Regions from separate parts of the Mus musculus genome. Here region 1 is linked to region 2. The links are chromatin contacts, called in public Hi-C maps. All regions are on one chromosome and are shown on one strand. Each heading gives the region's core, a stretch centred on a gene start, on an enhancer-like site or on the middle of the called end of the contact. The rest is flanking DNA. Distances are from core to core; before and after follow the strand shown. Region 1 overlaps Mreg (melanoregulin). Region 2 has its middle 4.2 kb from the start of Gm30160.

Region 1 (6,164 bases), core at 1,317-3,816, 460 kb before region 2:
AGAGCTGAGGCAGTAAACTGGCAATTAGATGATAGCAGAGGGCAGGGACATCATTGGACACACTGTAGCATGCTTAATGTGGAAGATCACACACAGCTGGGAGGGTGAGAGATGTATTGTCACCATGCTCTAATTAGGCAACACCTATTCAACTTTAGAGTGACTGTACTGTTTGTTTTCAAGTTTGGGTCACAGTCACCAAGTCTAACTAGGAGGAAAGGAGATGTTTGCTAATATCTAGCCAAAAATATAAACCAAGACTTACCTGGACAGGCTGAGACATAGACCACCTTGCCTTTTTCCTTCCTTCCTTCCTTCCTTCCTTGCTTCCTTCCTCCCTCCCTCCCTCCCTCCCTCCGTTCCTGTAAAATACACATAACAGCACTTACCATTTAATTATCTTCTCTCTTTTGAAATATATACAATGTGTTTGTGTGTATGTAATTTGTTTGAGTATGCATGTGGAAGCTAAAGACAACCCCAGGTGGTATCCTTCAGGTATGTCTACCTTGGTTTTTTAAACATAATCTCTCACTGACCTGGAACTAAGTAGACTAGACTGGTGGCTCACAAGCCCTGTCCCCACTCAGTGCAGGGATTACAAACATCTGCCCCCACCCCTGGCTTATATTCTTTTCTTTATCTTTTTTTTGGGGGGGAGGACACTGTATGTGCATATGGGGAGGACAATTTGTAGGAGTTAGTCCCCTCCGCCCTCTGCTTCCTGAGTGCTGATGTCATGAGCATGCGCCCTTACACCTGGATGTTTTATGTCCCTTAAAACAGAACGCTTGTGGAAGTCACGGGACAGCTTGTTGGAGTGGGTTTGGGGATTGAACTCAGGTTTGGCGGCAAGCACCTTCACCTGTGAGCCAGCTCGCCAGGCCATGCTTGCCCCTGCTTCCATTGGTTCAGGAGACGGAACTCAGGGCCTTATGCTTGCAGGCACACAGTCTCCCAGGGCATTTTCAACGCTGAATGTTCTGTGTAGTGACATTTAGCACGTTCCTAGTCTTTGGCAGCTATCTATTCTTTAGTCTCCAGGCCTTTGCGTATGTAAGTCTCAGGGCCTAAACTCAAGTCGTCAGATTTGCCAGTGAGCACTCTTACCTGCTGGGCCATCTCAGTAGCCTTTGCCTTTTGTTATTTTATTTTATTTTATTTTATTTTATTTTATTTTATTTTATTTTATTTTATTTTTTGTTTAGGAGTCTGTCTTTTTCCATTGTCCAGGCTGGCCTGGAAATCTCTCAAGCTTGTCTCAGGCTTGATAACCTCCTGCTTTAGGCTGCCGAACCTGCTGGGATTAGAAGGCAAGGGCCGCCATTGCTGTGGGGCTGTTTTTGAGGCTCTGTCCTCATTGACTTCCGTCTGAAGCTGCAGGAGGGAAGGTTTGTGGAAGTGGTAAATGTACTTACAAACACCAGCAGCTCTGTGATGTAGGCAGGACCAGCTGGGCAGAAACTGGCCGGCTTCCTCCATAGCCGTTGTGTCCTGTCCCTGAAGCAGAGGGCCAGGCCTCTGTGGGTTAGTGTGTGTGAGGAAGGCTCTTCTTAGTCGGCAGGTGGGCTCAAGACAATCTGCTGGTAAGATTCTACCTCCGGGTACAGAAGGCAGATGGAGTTGAGAAGAAACTAAAACTACAAATGTGTCTTAAAAGTCTTATTTTAAAAACAAACAAAGCAACCAACCAGTTGACCCTGTATACATTCAAAACACTGAGGACTAATGCCAAGCTTATTGAGGACCACTGCCCGGCTGATTGATTGATTGATTTATATTAAGGTTAATTTTATATGTCAACGTATTTGGGCTACAATGTACAGGTATTTGGCCAAATATTCTGGGGACTGGCCGGGTGGCTCAGTGGGTAAAGTGCTTGAGGATCTGAGTTCAGATCTCAGTTCCCATATTGAAAGCTGGCCGTGGTGGCGTTTACCTTCCAGCTCAGCGGTGAGGAGGTAGAGATGGAGGACCCCTGGTTCTCAGAGGCCAGCCTCTGCCTGTATCCCTGTTCAGTGATCACCGGGTTCCTTGATAGACCCTGCCCAACTGTGTGTGGTGCTGAGGATCCAGACTCAGGGCCTCCAGCGAGTGCAGCAAACGCTTTACCCGTCAGCCACTTTCCCAGTGAAAGTACAGTTAGTACATCACAAATGGCTGCTCTAGTAGGTGGTGTGCAGCCTGGCTAGAGAAGAGGATCATGGGTATATATATCTGAGAAAGGCTGTCTGTCTGCTTGCTGAATGGAAAGGTGTGCCTATCTCATCTGAGTACACAGATGCTGCTGTGCCCTTGTAGTTTCCTTACTGCCTGGATACAATTCAGATGTGTTACCTTGTCGTCATGGGCTTTATTTAAAGAAAAAATTCTCCCTAGTACTTATAGCATAATCCGTGATGATTTGCCCCCCCCCCCCGCTCCCCCCGCCCCATGCTTTTCTAAACTGATTGGCTTTGCTTTACTTGAGTGCTCTGGAAACTGGGTGGGGATGAGGGAGGGTGTGTGTCTATGAGTGGCCGAAGCAGGCTCTGTGGAACTCCTCCAAAGTGGACTGGCTCAAGCGTGATGAAGCCATCGGTCACATGTGTGTTTGCAGTGTCACGTTAGTCGCTTGCAGTGAAGCCAGTCGCTTACTCCAGAGCTTTATTGTAGCCTTCCCCCTCCCCCCCCCCCCACTCTGTCCTTGTAAACATTCCTGCCCTGACTCCTGCCCTCTGTCGGTCTTGCTTCTCTCAGAATAAATGAAATCAGCTCTTAATTGCTTGAGAGGCTCGCCACAGACCCACTGGGACCTCCTGCTGTCAGTGTGACTCAGCTGGGGATCACGGGAGGGTTCTGACGAGTATGCAGAAGAGGCTTGCGGCTTGTTTGCTGGCTTTGATTGCACCTGTGTGGGAAATAGGAGATCCTTCAGTTCTGGAGGGGGTGGAGAGCTGCAGCTCAGCCTTCAGGTCCCTAGGATACCGGGGAAAGGGATCATCAGGGTGCAGGGCTCCTGGATACCTGTTGTTCCATCAGCAATTGTTACGCATGCTGGTTTGGCTGTGCCACTTTATGGTTGTGCAGTTTAAGAGTCAGTCCATGTAGCTAATGAATACCAGCAGGCACAAATAATTGCCAAGTTTAATTATGGATCAGGTGAGGAAAAGTCACACCCAGCTTTTTTTTCCCCCCTAGTTTATTGTCTTTGTTATCAAAGCTCTTAACTCGGGGTGATTTTCTGTGGACCTGAGTTAAGACGAGCTGAGCTCCCCCTTCCCTAAGCCGTGTGTGTTTCGTTGTAAGCAGCTTCCAGCGTGCAGAAGTGTGTGTTGGGACCACAGGTTGCTAGTACTGGCTGTGCAGTGTGTGACTCAGATCCAGGAGATCTGACACCCTTGATGGTTACCCAGGCCCAGGTAACCCAGGCCAGCCATCCCAGAGGGGTGTGATGGACGCAGCCTTTCCTACAGCCACCGCATCTTATCTGTTCACTCGTCCAACGGAATGTGATTCTGTTTCTTCAGGCTTCATTTTTACCTGATTTTCTTTTTTTCCCCTAGCTTCAGTTGACCTTACCAGAAAAAATATTGAAAATAGGTGCAAAAGGGTACATCTAGACGTCCCTCGGGGACGTGGCCTTCTTAGCTATTCGCTCTGGTCTCTTTCCAAACGGCCACATAAACTTTGGGGGACTCTGAGGAGCTCTAAGAGTGGGGATGGCAGGGGCTTGCAGGAAAGACTTGAGACTGTGGGCTGGGTTTTAATCCAGGCTTGACAATCTGCAAAAATAAATAGTAAAATACTTGGTCATATTATATTGAGTATGCTCTTTTTGTGCATAAAGTTGGTAAATGTCACTAATTTTTTCTAATGGTGTGTGTGTGAGTGTGTGTGTATGTGTGTGTGTGTGAGTGTATGTGTGTGTGTGTGTGTGAGTGTCTGTGTGAGTGTGTGTGTGTGTCATTATCTGTGTTAGTGTGTGTGTGTGAGTGTCTGTGTGAGTGTGTGAGTGTGTATGTGTCAGTGTCTGTGTGAGTGTGTGTGTGTGTGTGAGTGTGTGTGAGTGTCTGTGTGTGTGTGTGTGTGTGAGAGTGTGTGTGTGTGTGTGAGTGTCTGTGTGTGTGTGAGTGTCTGTGTGAGTGTGTGTGTGTCTGTGTGAACTGCTGTGTGCAGTCACGTTTCATTGTGTCTTTGCTTCCCCAGGCAGAGGATTGGAAGGAATGGGTTATATGTAGGAATGGAAGCAGAGTCTTTGAAGTAGGATTGTCCTACCTTCTTGGTGATCAGAAAGGAGAGTGTCCTCTGCATGCAAAACTGTCCCTTTCATAATCTTTAAGGAATTCTCCAGTCGTAGCCTCCAGTGTGTTTGTCAACAAGTACCAGAACCTTGGGTTTTTTTTTTTTTTTCTTCTCTTCTCAGCTTTCTATGCAAGTGAGTGTCCACTTTGAGGCCTAGCTCAACTGGGAGTTTTTAAATAAAGCAGATGTTAGGAGGAATTCAGCTGGGAGGGGGATGAATTTAACCTGTATTGTGTTTTTTTTTAGTGTTAAGCACTCATTTAAACATTGTCCTATTTATTTTTATGTATGTATGTATGTAGGTGAGACACGTGAACGCCAAGGAACACACATGGAGGTCAGAGGACAGTCTCTAGAGTCAATTCTCTTTTTCTGCCATATAGGTATTATGGGTTAAATTCAGGTTGGCAGCAAGCAAGTGCTTTTACGCACTGGAGCTATCTCACTAGCCCCAAAGCATTCATTTCTTAACATTTAATTATTATTTTTTTTAATTTACTAATTTTGTTGTTTGATAGTTTCATACACTTGTATACATACATGATATATTCTGTTTACTTTACCCTCCCTCCAATTCATTACTTCATGGTTTTGTTTTGTGACCTATAGTTTAATCAGGGCCATTTGTGTAACCATTGGATTGGAATTCTCCCTTGAGACCTAATGGGATCCTCAGGGTTTTCATAGTCGAAGGCAGTGAATCTGCCTGAATCTAATCCTACCAGAGCGTTGAGCACGGAATGCCGGGCCCTCTGTATCCCCTCATCCATGTCTGATGGTTGCCGAGCCTAACCTTGTGTGCGCCTTGTGCAGTATCTAAAACTGCTGAGTTTGTGATTGGGATAAAGGTGTTTTGCCCTAAAGATGCCATTTTACTCCCAGCACTTGGGACGCAGAGGTAGTGAATTTCTGAGTTCGAGGCCAGCCTGGTCTACAGAGTGTGTTTCAGGACAGTCAGGGCTACACAGAGAAACCCTGTCTCGAAAAACCAAACCAAACCAAACCAAACCAAACCAAACCAAACCAAACCAAACCAAACCAAAAGATGCCATTTTACAGCCCGTCTCGTTCATTTTTCCAGCTCTTAATTTCTTCTGTCCCCTCCTCAGTGCTCCCTGAGCCTGTGTGAGAGAGGATGGCATAAATGACTCTGGGCTGCTACTTTGCAGCGTGGAGAGAAGAAACTGAACCCGTCCACAGCCATGCTCCATGTGAAGAGCCTGGTCTGCCCAGTGCGTTGCGTTCCTGCTGGGCTGTCAGGCACCCCCCCCCCCCCCCCGTGGGAAAGGCTGCCCTGACTTGAGGACTGACTTCCTTGGATTAAGGTTGAAACAGCGTCCCCACCTCCTGAACCCCACTAGCTTGGGATCCAGGATTCCCTGGGATGGAGACAAAGTCCTGAGGTTGGAGGCCAAGGCACCGCACACAGACAGTTAGCACCCAAGCAGTCTCTGAGGTGGTGAGGGCAGACTGTGGGCACCCCGGGGATGCCCAGAATGCCGTTCCCATCTGATAGACAATGTAGGGAATTGGAGAACTGGTGCCCTCCTCTCTGCTGGCAGATCCCTGGGTGATGTTGAAACACAGTCCTTCACCCCACTGCCTCTACCTGCTTCTCTGCCCTAGTTTCTAAAGGGCAGCTTTTGTTCTGTTTCTGCTGCTTCCTACCTCTTTTGACGCTTGTGGCTGCAGAAGGCTGAGGGCAGAGCGATATAAAACCACTGGGAAGCGAAGCGAGCAGAGCGTCTGCTCGTTCGTCCGTCCTTTTCCCTGAAGACCAAGACGTTCTCATCTGTCTTTCCTTTATTTGTCTGTCCCTGTCTTTATGGGAACTTCTCATCTGTTGCACTGGTCACTAGGAGAGCATTGGGTTCCTGGAG
Region 2 (5,882 bases), core at 2,376-4,875:
GTACTATAATAAAACTGGCCTCCATCTAAACTGTATGATGCTTTCTAAAAGGGGTTAGAAAGAGACAGAAGAGCTGGAGGGATTGACCAGTGGCTATGAGCACTGTCTGCTTTTCTAGAGGACCCAGGTTTGACTTCCAGCATCCGTACAGAGGCTAAAAACCACCTGTAACTCCAGTCCTTAGGGGATCTGATCCTTCTATGGGCACCAGGCACACACATCGTATGTAGACATACAAGCAGACAAAACACCCATGCATAAAAAAAAAGTAAATAAAAATTTAAAGCAAATAGTGAGGCACTATTTTTATGTTTTGGACACCCAGACAAATTGAAATTTTCCAAAGTGTTAATTGAGTCGTAATTCTTTACTGAGATAATCAAATGGTCAATAAGGTGGTCACTGTAGACATGTTAATTTTGTTATTATTGAATTGATCAGCTGGATTCCTGAGTTGGGAAAAGAAAGAATGCTTAAACCATACTGGTCCACACTGAGATTTTTTTTTTTTTTTTTTTACACAGAAGCATATCTGTTTAGGGGTCCACTAGGAGACTTAGCTTAGCCAGTGGGAAGAGAAAGAAAGAAAGAAAGAAAGAAAGAAAGAAAGAAAGAAAGAAAGAAAGAAAGAAAGAAAGAAAGAAAGAGAGAAAGAAAGAAAGAAAAAATGGGGAGGAGAGTCACAGAGCTTCTAACCCTTCCAAGTTCTCTGGCCCACTTGCTTGATGACCATGGTCTGTTTCAGTGAACTTTTATTATCTGGGGGGCGGGGGGCAGGGGGATGAAAAGGCTTGAGTTTTTGTTGTTAGCATAATTCTGAGATTATTAGCATCTATATACCTGTGTACTTTGCACACATGCGCGTGCACACACACACACACACACACACACACACACACACACACACACACACACGATTCGGGGCTTCCTTGTGTCAAATATAGAATTTAAAAAAAAAAAGAGACCATCATGTTAGTGTTAACATGGAACTCCCTGTTGAAAAGAGCTTTGGTTTTGATTTCATTTATTTATGAACACAAATTTTAAATTCTACGAATTGTGGACCTTCATTCATACTTGTTCTCTTAAAACGTGTTTCTGTCCTTACAGGCTTATAAGGAACAGTGCTACCTGTGGCACCAGTATTGTGTTCAAACACGCAGGAAGACCCAACATAATCCAACATTTAAGCAACTGCCTAAAAGTTTTTGCACAGTTAACAATTTACATTTTAGCGTGGCCACTCCTTCCAACAAGAAAATTTCCCCCATATTTGGCAGATGCCGGGTGAGGACTTGGCCTCTGCTTCTCGGATGGACAAGGAGAACAGCTGGTAGCAGACATGGTGTCACATACCTTCAAAGCTGGATGGCTGACCTTAGGTTACCTCTCTTCTCTTTTCCCAGTTAAGTGCTGCCAGTCTCTTCAACCCTTTTGTTTCAGTGCAGTTTGCCAATGCATTACTATTCCGTCTCCTCTGGATCTTCCAAAATTGAGGCGTTCCAAATTGAAAACTGTTTTCTTGTTGTAATACGACTAGTACTGAGTAGGGAAAGTACCATCTATTTGTCCATCCACTCATTGGCTAAGTTATTATGAAGTGTCTCTCCCCGATCCCCACCCCATACATCAAAGGGACCAGGTGCATCTTGCCACTATAGTTGCTGGATTTCAGAAAACACAAAGCAAGGCGCGTCATAAGGCCATGACTTCAGCAGTGAAAGAATTTCTCAGATGGGAGAAGGGCCGAGTGCCAGGTAACAAGCAATGTGTGGCCAGTTAGCTAATCCATCACCTATGAAACTTCGTTTTTGCCTTTTTATGCGCTTCTTATCAAGTCCTGCCTCTCTCTCATGTGCCTTTGCATATGCATGGGCATATGTGTATATGTGTGCCTGTGTGTATTTATGTGAAACCTGCAAGGCATTTTTTTATAGGCACATCTTTTTTATTTTATTTATTTGGTGGTGTTGCTGTCTTCAGACAAACCAGAAGAAGGCATCTGATCCTATTGCAGATGGTTGTGAGCCACCATGTGGTGACTGAGAATTGAACTCAGGACCTCTGGAAGAACAGTTAATGCTCTTAACCACTGAGCCATCTCTCCAGCCCCGCACATCTTTCCTTAAATCTTAAAAAACAAAACAAAAAACAAAAAACAATGTATACAAGTGTGAGGAGATCTAGTCAGCCTTGGGTGTCAGTCCTCACTATCTGCCTTGAGACAGAGTCTCCTGTTTTCTGCTATGTATTTCCAGGCTGGTCCAGGAGTGCAGATTTCTTTCTCTCCATCCTTTCACTTGATATAGGAGCACTGGACTACAGGGCATAGTGGGTTTTGGGGGAAGCTGTTTATTCACTGAGCTGTCTTCTCAGCCCCTGTTTCTCCAGTTTTAAATATGCAAAACTTCTTCATTAAATCTTCCATTTTGCTTATTTTGTTTCACGAAAGAACCAGACTCATGAAATTCTCCACATGTTAAAGTAAGAAACTTGGTGTTTAAAGCGCCTCTGGTTCCTCCACCTCCCACTCTTGGGCTCTCAGCTCTGCCTGGTAACTTTGTTGCTTCCTTTCTTCCCTCCATGTCGCCTGTTGTTTCTCTCTTAAGTAGTAAATGTAACAACCCGAGCACAGTTGAAAACATCAGATAGGAACAATGACTTTAGGTGCCTATAACCTCCAAACTGTGAAGCCATAGAGAAGAAAGGGAAGGTTATCAAATGATCAAAAAAAAAAAAAAAAAAAAAAAAAAAGACACAGCTTCTTGGACTGAAATTTTCAACAGTGCAAAATTTGAGATGTTTTTCTTTCTGAGATGAGCTGTGAGTTGTGTTTCATCAAAAGTAAAGAAGTTACTTTTGAAAATTGTCTCCACAGCTTAGGGAAGAAAAAAAGCCTAGATTCCCTACTTCAAAAGGAGCTCTTTATTAGTGTGTCTACTTGAGAAACAAACCCGGAGTCAGAGAGGGTAGACAGAGCCTTCCTAATTCAGACAAGCAGCAGCAGGCAGGCAGAGTCACCGCCAACCTGCTTGGCAAATTAGTGTTCGAAAATATTATGTCTCAAATGTAGGAAGTCTGCAGGCAGAGTGTTTGCGGTGTTATCAGACAAGAATCTCTGTGTACCTGGACTTAGTGTCCACTTCTCTTCAAACCCAAGGCTTTGCACTGAGTTATGTCAACATATGACTCAAAAGGGCCGGAAAGGGAAAAACAGGCACAAAGAGGGCTGTGGAGACAAGCGCAAATAAAAACATAAGCCAAAGTAAGCCTGCTTGTTCTGAGAACTGGGAGCGCTTCTTTTTGAACCAAAAGTGGAAAAAATAAATAAATGGACTCTATACATTCTAGTGACCTTTGTCTCATCTCAAGGGAATAAAAATATATAAAGAAAATATTCTAATATTCTAAATGATAAGTAAAATTTCCTTTTAATCCATACTGTCTCTAGAAAATGCTAGGTATGGGGTATGGGGCATGGCTCATGTAAGTGCTTGCTGTGCAAGCATGAAGACGCCCTGAGTTCAATATAGAGAATTCACATGAAAAAGCCAGATGGGGCAGTGTACACCTGTCATCCTCGGAATGGAGCTCACCGGCCGGCCAGCTTAGTCTGACTATGACGCTCCAGGCCACTAAAGTGAAAGAATCTGAGAAACTCTATGTGAGAGTGTCTGTCAGTCTCCATGTGCACATGCATGTGTGTGCACAGACATGCTCACACACACTCCTCTCCCCTAGATATTAGTTATGCATAGTATAGTCTCTAAGCGCCATCAGGAATTGGTGCTAATTTTACTGAACAGTTTATATATACAACTCTTCCAACGTTAAAACAGTGAGAGATAAATGATTGACAGGGACTGCTCCTGCTAGCATGAACCTCCCTGAGAAGCACTATACAGATAACAGGCACTAATATTTGCCTCAAATATTATGTGGTTCATTCTAGTACCATGCATACTTCCTCATTTAAATGAACTTATGTGTGTTAAAGGAGTACTTTTGTAAAATAGGAACCCTTTTATGTGGCCAACATTATGACCACCAGAAATGCTGACTACTAAGAAAAATATTTTAATTTTCTTTCTAGCATACAATAGTAATTATATCTTAACAAAAATGCAATTATTTCCGTTTGCTTTTAAGTGTCACTGTTGAATAAAGGCTCTGAGCCTGCTGGTCAGAGACTGAATTGAAAGTGACTTTTAAATAAAGCCCATAACTTACTGTGTGGACACAAGAAAGGCATTTACATAGCTATAAGATGAGCTAATCCCAGAGATGACAGAAAAAGGAAAGAATGATCAAAATACTTGGAAAATTTGATCTGCTTTGCTTGACAGCTTAGAAAACCCAATATTCTCTGCCTTAATATAATATGAAGTTATGCAATAATCTGCAACACATATAATAAACTCCTCAGTCTCAATTTGTCTGGCTCTAGAGATACAACTGATCGTGTAAAGGTTTGAATGCAAATGGGAGACATGAAAGACTGGATGTGGGTGGGCAGATGGCAAACTCTATTCAATTAAGCAAGACTGACTTCAGCATTCAACCAATTTAAAATTCTAATTGGAATCTAACAAGACATTTTTTCCTCCTCCTCCCTTTTATCCTCAAAATATCAAATCTAATATTTTTCACGTTCTATTGTATCTTAGGCAAGGTTCCTAAATATTTCACATATGTTCCTAGTGACATTTTGTACTCAGAAAGGGTAATGAAATGTTAGCGATTGTGAAATGCTAACGATCCAGGCATGCTATGTAATAACAATTCGTGTTTCTCAATCTGATAAACTGAGAAGGTCAAAAAAATGTGACTTTTCTTATTTTAACCAGACAATTATGGCATAAAATGAGCTGCTAGCTAGTCCAGTGTCTTCTCTATGACTTCTATTATAGAAGTGGTTTAACAACTTGCAAATGAAGAGATAACAGTGAACTAGTCTAAAGGCAGAATCTATTGCATATGTAGAACATCCCTATGTTAGCTTGATGAAGAGAAGATCAACTTTTCCACGATGGCAGCATCAGAACTGGGTTACTATCCCACTAGCTTGATGCACACTGGATGGTAAAGTCGATGGCTCACAGAACTCATCTTTGCTGAGGACTCTATCTATGCACTGATAACAGAATAGAGCCTTTCTGTCTAAAAGATACATTGTTTAAGATAGGATTTGCATTGGAATGGAACATGTGTTTTGAAGGACCATGCTAACATTCATGAGAACATCTCAAGAGAAGAAGAAAAAGGTTTAAGACAAATGTGGTGGGAAAGAAGACCAAAATCACCAGAAGGTCATGGAGAGCTAGTCTCCAGTCCTAGAAACTAGTCTATCTCTTAGTTAGGACCCAAACAGATCCCATTTTTGAGGTGGCTTTTATAGAGCAAATGAGAAGAATTTCTGCCTGTGGAATAGCTCTCTGCTTTGCCTGTGGAAAAAGACTTTCATTTATGATGTGGTCCCTATGGGCACTCAACGTTTCTTTATAGTAGGTAGCAGGATACATGGATGGATGAACGACACCCTGAATGTTTGGACACTACCCAGAACAAACTATGGCTTTTAGACATTGAGAAAAGGAGTTGAAGGCAGTGGCCATTTGTTTCTCCAACATAGATTTTTTTTTTATAAAATAGGGGTTTTACTAGGTAGCCCTGGCTGGCCTAGAACTCACAGAGACATGCCTCTTTTTGACTCCTGAGTGTTGCGATTAAAGGCATCTTTTACTATGCCCTGCCTCTAACATCTTCATACTGTTCTTCCCTCAAGTAAGAAGAGGGCTACTGCGGGTGGGCCAAACGTAAGGACAACTAGGGAACAGTGGAGCCATAGAGGATTGCGGCTGACAAGAGAGGCTTAGGAACCG

Evidence for each region. Hi-C and Micro-C count contacts between places; a contact is called where the count stands out from the background.
Region 1: a Hi-C map of liver shows a contact between it and region 2, with 1.9 times the contacts expected there. The contact joins two enhancer-like sites. A contact is called at or near these places in 1 of 484 Hi-C or Micro-C datasets (liver) and 1 of 115 datasets of contacts at active chromatin or transcription factors (pancreatic cancer cells).

What each region holds. Positions count from the first base shown.
Region 1 is chr1:72,179,808-72,185,971 of GRCm38.p6, reverse strand. All of the region lies in intron 2 of Mreg (melanoregulin), which reads left to right. Among named protein-coding and RNA genes, the nearest start is that of Mreg, 29 kb to the left of the region's middle. Within about 2 kb of position 2,566, at least 79 of the 459 cell types and tissues checked have an H3K27ac peak or open chromatin away from gene starts, as enhancers often do. A contact at or near this core is called in liver, where this site is marked.
Region 2 is chr1:71,721,269-71,727,150 of GRCm38.p6, reverse strand. No RefSeq gene overlaps it. Among named protein-coding and RNA genes, the nearest start is that of Gm30160, 4.2 kb to the left of the region's middle. Within about 2 kb of position 3,625, at least 28 of the 459 cell types and tissues checked have an H3K27ac peak or open chromatin away from gene starts, as enhancers often do. A contact at or near this core is called in liver, where this site is marked.